2 separate regions of the Rattus norvegicus genome follow, and region 1 is linked to region 2. Evidence: chromatin contacts called from public Hi-C data. All regions are on one chromosome and are shown on one strand. Each heading gives the region's core, a stretch centred on a gene start, on an enhancer-like site or on the middle of the called end of the contact. The rest is flanking DNA. Distances are from core to core; before and after follow the strand shown.

The links. A called contact is a pair of places that touch in the nucleus more often than the background predicts.
Region 1: a contact with region 2 is called in a Hi-C map of Schwann cells, with 5 times the contacts expected there. The contact joins the enhancer-like site here to the promoter of Phlda1 in region 2. A contact is called at or near these places in 6 of 12 Hi-C or Micro-C datasets (the A7r5 cell line, Schwann cells, frontal cortex and 3 more) and 1 of 1 datasets of contacts at active chromatin or transcription factors (oligodendrocytes).

Annotation. Positions count from the first base shown.
Region 1 is chr7:48,964,431-48,968,003 of GRCr8, forward strand. No RefSeq gene overlaps it. Among named protein-coding and RNA genes, the nearest start is that of Phlda1, 110 kb to the left of the region's middle. Within about 2 kb of position 1,576, at least 25 of the 93 cell types and tissues checked have an H3K27ac peak or open chromatin away from gene starts, as enhancers often do. A contact at or near this core is called in the A7r5 cell line, Schwann cells and liver, where this site is marked.
Region 2 is chr7:48,851,975-48,855,480 of GRCr8, forward strand. Phlda1 (pleckstrin homology-like domain, family A, member 1) reads left to right here and starts at 1,716. Exons shown (of 2, transcript NM_017180.2): 1 at 1,716-2,963; 2 at 3,358-3,506. The coding sequence starts at 1,717. The coding sequence ends at 2,937.

The DNA of each region.
Region 1 (3,573 bases), core at 326-2,825, 110 kb after region 2:
GGTACGAATTATAACTGCACTAAAGGGCTCGTCAGATCCAAGTGAGGAGAACCGGGTCTGGGAGAGGGCAAGAACACGGTACAGCTGATGATGAGTCGTCGGGGTACGGAATGGTCTATGCTTGATCCCCAGAGCTCAGGCCAGAGTCTGCTCACTAAGAGTTAAAGAACTGGTTCCCTCACCAGGGACCATTCCTGAGCTCAGCAAACCTGCACAGTGGGACCTGATCTCTACAGGACAGGAGTTCCAGTGGATCTGAGTTACATCGGTGTAACCGCTCAGATCAGGTTGGTAAAAAAACACTAAAACAGTCAAGAGTGAGTTCAAAAGGGAGAAAGCAGACAAGTTTGCGTCTCTCAGATGCTAATGTGGCAATGTTTGTGCTGGGTCTAAGAAGCAATGGACAAAGACCTAGATTCTGTGCTGTGGGCCTTGGTAGACTCTAAAACTTGGACAGCAGTTTACAGAAGGGGCAAACAATATGGATACAGAGGCAATCTCTAAGTCTTACTATGGAGGAAGGAGTTCTCATGGGGTAAGAACTACTCCAACTGTTCCCCTAATGGGCTGGCCAAGGTGTGCCTCAGAGGAGGCACAGTTTTAAGTTTTAACGTTAAAACAAAAAAACAAAACAAAACAAAACAAACAAACCCTGAATCAGATAGGGGTAGCTTCCATTCTCAGGAAGCTGAGGCAAATGGACACTAACATCATTTCAATGAGGGAGATAAATGGGACAATGTACTCCAGGGGGCCTGACTTGCAGTGTGCTGTGTTACTGGTCACAGGAGCTGGAGGTACAAAGTACAGAGGATTGGTATAGGGCTTTTCTCACTTTGGGAATGGGGGTGTGGGGTTTCAAGCCATCTCTGTGAAATTCCACTTGGGAGTGTAAAGGCAAGATCTATGCATCCAAAGGCAAGCCACAGTTGTCGTCTGGACTGGTGTTTGCAGTCCTGGAGCAGGGCCAGCACACCTGCACTGTGAGGTTCCCTCCCACCCTCCCCTCTCCAGGGATCACCCGGGACTTCAGAAGAAGTATTTGTTCTAATCCTTTCTGGAAATGGTCTTTGATATTTTCTTTCTCTCTGTGTGTGATGATCATCCTAGAACCGACCTTTTTTCTTCTTTTCTTTTTTTCCTTTTTGGAGGTCTCTCTCTTTCTCTCTTGCCTGCCAAATACATTAATAGCTTACGTGGGGGTGTGACTCTTGCCAAATCATAGAAATATTTTCTCTTTCGGTTTAACCGTGGACCCAGCTTGCTGGAAGAATGGCCTTTCAAAAGATAAATCTATGAAATTCTGGGGGTAAGATCCTGGATTTGCAAGGGGCATTGTTGTAAATGTCAGTGGCTGGGCTCCCACTGCCCGCTTGAATGGCCACCACTGTCTACCCTCCCTAGCCTGTGGCACTGACTAATTCAGCACACGTGGGCATTCTGCTTTTTCTGTGAATCAGAGTCATGCCCCTCTTCTCTGTCTTCCTTTTTTTTTTTTTTTTCTGTTGTGAACACTTCCCAGTTTTCAAGGTTATGATGAAGTTTAGACTCCTCCCCCTGTTTTCTGGGTTGCTCTGAGCCACCATTTCTATGACTGATCCCTGGAGGGACTAAGAGGGACTGGCAGGAAGATGGTGTGAAAGCAGGTGGGAAAAGGGGGCTGGATGGAGAGAGCGACTTCCCTGGAAAGTTCCTTTCCGTACCACTGGGAGGGAATTGACCCAAAGAACCACAGAAACGAAATAGATCCCAGTAAAAACTAGCATCATGGGCTCGATGTCCTTAACCCACTGAGTCCCCAGGACTCAAGTGCCAATGGTGTTGAGTGGATTGTTCTGGAGTACACTTACAGCCGGAAGTCACCTCTCCTAGCTCTCTTTCTCTTAGGTTCCAAGCACTGCTGGGGTTTTTCTCTTGAGGAAGGGGAGAAGAGGGAAAAGGAGAGCGGCCAAACTTGGGCTTCCTTGGCTATGGCCGCTGTGCCTCTCTTCCAGCTGCAGAGCACTTTGTGAGTGACGAATGATACAGAAACATGCCTCCCGTAGCCAGCTGGCCCTGCACCAGGTCTTTGTAAATACCAGCCAGGGGCAGCATTGGTCTCCAGCCAGGATCCAGGCTGGAGGAGCAAGTCTTAGGTTCTCAGCCCTCACTCGGGGCTCTTCCCAGCTCACAGCTGTGGAAGCTCAGACCGCATTGCTGAAGTCTTCGAAGCCTCCTTTGCGAGGGGTTTTGCAGGCAATGCCTGCCCTGCTCCCACTGCCTGCCTGTGTGTTTGCTTTGGCAGACTCTAGGTACTCCTCTCTCCTGCACTCTCATCTCTTTGATCCTAAGTCCCCTCCTGCTGCTTATTTCTTCTCCCTGGAGGTACAGAACATATGCTTTCTTTGGAAGAAACATCTAGAGGGTGCGTTAAGTCATTTAATGGGTAGGGGGAACCTGTAGATTAACTGAGCCATGTGTCTTAAAATCTCTTGTATCTGTCACTTTGTCAGCCTGGGAAAGACAACTGGCAGGCATGAGAGAATTGGTACAGTAACAGAGTTGGGTCATTGTTTCCTGCTTTGACGATGCCTGTGTTTTCATAGTTTCACAGCTCTGCATTAGAGAGGCAAGCATTTTTTTTAATTATTGATGTATATTACACATTGATAGCCCCCCCCCCATTTTTTTTTAGACAACATTTTGCTATGTAGCTAAGGTTGGCCTCAAACTCAGGATCCTGCCTGAGCCTCCTAAGTACTGGGATTATACGTATGACACCACACCCTTCTAATTGCCTGTGGTTTTTCTATTCATTCTCATTCTCTCTCTCTCTTGGAAGCATCTCATGTGGCTCAGGTTGACTTCAAACTCACTGATGAGCTAAAGATGACCTCAAATGCCCAGTTGGTAATGTGGAGATGAAGGATCCAACCTAGAACCCCGTGCATGTTAAATGAGCTCTAACCACTCAGCTGCACCCTTCGTCTCAATTTTATTTTTTTGGGGGGGGGTGGTTAATGGGCAAAATAATGTTTCCTACAGTAAGTAGACTATTAGATATGATGAAACACAGTGAATCATTTTGGCCAGAAGATGTCTCCATTTATTTCCCCAGGGTTTTGGTTTGGTGGTTTTGGGGTTGGGGTGGGGGTGGGGTAGGATGGAGTAGGGGCTTGGAACAAACAGATGAATTTCTGAGAATGTTTTTGAATTTCAATTTTGGGTGTGTGGGAGAGGTGTGCATGTGCAGACATCATAGGCAAACTCTCAGGAGTCAGTTCTTTCCTTCTACCACATGCTCCCAGGGATTGAACTCAGGTCCTTAGACATGAAGACACATGCTTTTACATGCTGAACTATTTCCCCAGCCCGGGGAAAAATATTTTTTTATAATCCACTTATTTTGAAATGTGCATCAAATCATCATAACAAGGATTTCAAATGTGGGGGTTAGATTTTCACAAAGGAAGAGAGGAACAGGCCTGGGCAGCCTGGCTTCTGGTCCTGCTTTGCCTCTGAGTGACCACAAGACCTTGGGTAGGTATCCTCTTTGTGACTTCTCCTCTCTCCCTGTAAAATGATGGGGAGGCG
Region 2 (3,506 bases), core at 466-2,965:
AGAGAAAGAACTGAAAGCTTGAAGGGGCTTGAGACCCCATATGAACAACAATGCCAACCAACCAGAGCTTCCAGGGACTAAGCCACTACCCAAAGACTATACATGGACTGACCCTGGGCTCCAACTGCATAGGTAGCAATGAATAAAGCCTAGTAAGGGCACCAGTGGAAGGGGAAGCCCTTGGTCCTGCCAAGACTGAACACCCAGTGAACGTGATTGTTGGGGGAAGGGTGGTAATGGGGGGAGGATGGGGAGGGGAAGGCCATATAGAAGGGGAGGGGGAGGGGTTAGGGGGATGTTGGCCCGGAAGCGGGGAAAGGGAATAACATTCGAAATGTAAATAAATACTCAAGTTAATAAAGATGGGGAAAAAAAGAAAAGAAAAAACCTATTTTTAAAGGGACTCTTCTGCTAGCTCTCAGATTAAGTTCGAATTTCTTAGCAGGACACACAAAAACATGTGCGTAATTCATCCTCTCCATTTTCTTCAATTGGATTCTTGACTTCTCGCAGTGTGGCAGCAGCCCTTGTTTGACCGAGACTGTTTTATCCTATCTCTTTATTATGAGAGAAGACTTAGAGGTTATTTTCCTAAACTGGAGACTATTTTTCTTTTTTTTTTTTTTTTTTTTCGGAGCTGGGGACCGAACCCAGGGCCTTGCGCTCTACCACTGAGCTAAATCCCCAACCCCTCAAACTGGAGACTATTATCCATGCCTTTTATTCTACCTTATCAGGAAGCAGTGTCTGAAAGGTTTAAATGCAAGACTGGGACTAGGACCTTCCCAGAGTCAGATACCCATAGGTGTTTATAGGATATTCGCCAAGGCTTATGTGTGGGATCTCCCAGTACTGGACAACTGCCTACCCTGCTACTGCTATGGACTGACTGCAAGGTCTGATCTGAAAGGAAACCTGAGGAGCTAGAGAAATTGCAGCCCTAGCAGAGGACCCTCGTTCAATTCCCAGAACCTGTAGGGTGGGTCACTACCGGTTCCAGGGACCTGCTGATTTCTGACCTGCATTCACATACAATATACGTACTATGTAATGTATACACACAAGCAAAATATAAACACGAAAACCAACAAAGCAAAACAAACACCCCCTCCCCCCAACAAATAAAACCACGAGAGCTTGGTGAGTCTGGCTATTTTGCCTGTGCCCTGTGTTGGAAAAGGAAGTCAAGAATATATACCTGGAGCGAGTCCACCCTTCTTTTCCTGCCACTACATCAAATCCTCAGCTTTATTGTTTTGACTTTGCTAATTTCTCCAGGAAGGATTATTTAATGACTGAAAAAAGCTCGAAGCACACTTGGGCTTTGTTCCCTGAGGTGTTTACATAGGTATGGGGGGAAATGCACACTATGGAACTGGGTTCCCTAAGTTTTATGCCTTGGTCTGGAACCGGCTCCGCGCTAACCCCAGGGATGGCTCCCCAGGCCTGCCTGGATCTGCTACTCGCCCCCGCAGCGGAGAGCCCACCCGCCTGGGAAGGGCGGGACTGTGGGGTTGGCCTTTCGGCGCCCTCTGGGCGTCGGCAGTCGCCGCCCGGCAGCCGCGGCGACCTCAGCGACCGCGTGGAGCCGCCAAGAGTTTCCGGAGCCCGGCTTCCAGGCGGCGCGGGAGGCCGTGGGCGGCGGGGCGGAGCCGGCGGGGGCGGAGCCAGCGGCGGGGGCGTGTCCACGGCGGGCACTGGGAAGGCCCCAAGTTAATGAGGCGTACGCCGGCTGCCGAGCGCCTCTCGGAGCTGGGTTTTCCCCCGCGGCGCGGGAGCCAGGAGCCGCCTTTTCCGCTGGGTGTCACTCGGGGGTGGGGAGGGTGGCCCATTGAAAAGCGCTGCGAGGGGCCCCGGCCAGTGCCCTTCAGTGAGCGCTCCGCGGAAGACGGCAGAGAGCAGCCCGCTCACGGCTCCGGGATCTTGTGGCGGGTCAGGACTCGCCTGTCCCTCTGCCGGGACCCCGAGCCACCGCCGCCACCGCCACCGCTCTGTCTCCTGCGAGTCAGCCTTCTCTGTGCGCTCCGGGCAGGCGGCCGCGGAAGCCGCTGGAGCGAGGACAGCGCACGGCTGCTACTGCTACCCCCAGCCGGAGCGTCTGGAAGCCTAAAGGCCGAGCGGAGCAGCAGCACCCCTTATGCCGGAAGGATGCTGGAGAGCAGCGGTTGCAAGGCGCTGAAGGAAGGAGTGCTGGAAAAGCGAAGCGACGGGCTGCTGCAGCTCTGGAAGAAAAAGTGCTGCATCCTCACTGAGGAAGGGCTACTGCTCATACCGCCCAAGCAGGTACAACATCAGCAGCAGCAACAGCAGCAGCAACAGCCCGGGCAGGGGACAGCCGAACCGTCCCAACCTAGTGGCCCCGCCGTCACCAGCCTTGAGCCACCAGCCAAGCTGAAGGAATTGCACTTTTCCAATATGAAGACTGTAGACTGCGTGGAGCGCAAGGGCAAGTATATGTACTTCACTGTGGTGATGGCGGAGGGCAAAGAGATCGACTTTCGGTGTCCCCAGGACCAGGGCTGGAACGCAGAGATCACGTTGCAGATGGTGCAGTACAAAAATCGTCAGGCCATACTGGCGGTCAAGTCTACGAGGCAGAAGCAGCAGCACCTGGTCCAGCAGCAGCCTCCGCAGACGCAGCAGATCCAACCCCAGCCCCAGCCGCAGATCCAACCCCAGCCCCAGCCGCAGATCCAGCCTCAACCCCAACCCCAACCCCAACCTCAGCCCCAACCCCAGCAGCAGCCCCAGCCCCAACAGCTCCACTCCTACCCGCACCCGCATCCTCATCTTTACCCTCACCCTCACCCTCACGCGCACTCGCACCCGCACCCGCACCCTCACCCTCATCCACACCAACTCCAGCATGCGCACCAGCCTCTCCACTCGCAGCCACAGGGCCACCGGCTTCTCCGCAGCACCTCCAACTCTGCCTGAAGAGGGCGGCACCCGGGCCACTCAAGGTAAGGTCCTGGCAACTTGGGACTCCTAGAAACCTGCCAGCATGACTGTTGGGAAGAGAGGAAAGCTTGTTGACCGGTTCCGCTTCCGAAGCAAAGTAAAAAGAAATCGTTTCAAGTTTGTGGAGAGGTGGCAAAAAGATAGGCAGGCTGGAACTTGTAGAGGCCGGGCGGGGAAGGAAGAGCGGGAGGAATTTCACCAGGGAGCTGGGCACGGGGGATAGACCACCTACCCCGCAGCACTGGATCACTCTAGTTCACTGCCATCCTCCTTAGTGCTACTTTATTGTGTGCCTGCGGACCTGGTGTCCTTCTGGGCACTCCTTTGTCCTGGCCGGGAGGGACCAGGGTCTTGACTTCTGAGTCATCCATTTCATTCTGTGTTCTTCCTTTCCAGGTTTTGAGGACTTCGGGAAGTGGGAAGAGTGCATTACTATTTAAGTTCACTTGGATCAAAACCAACGGAGTCTCCCCGCCCTGTGCCAGATCAAGTAGTTTGGACATCACCCTACGGATAACGCGCGCTTGCAGTTCCTCGTAGTTTTT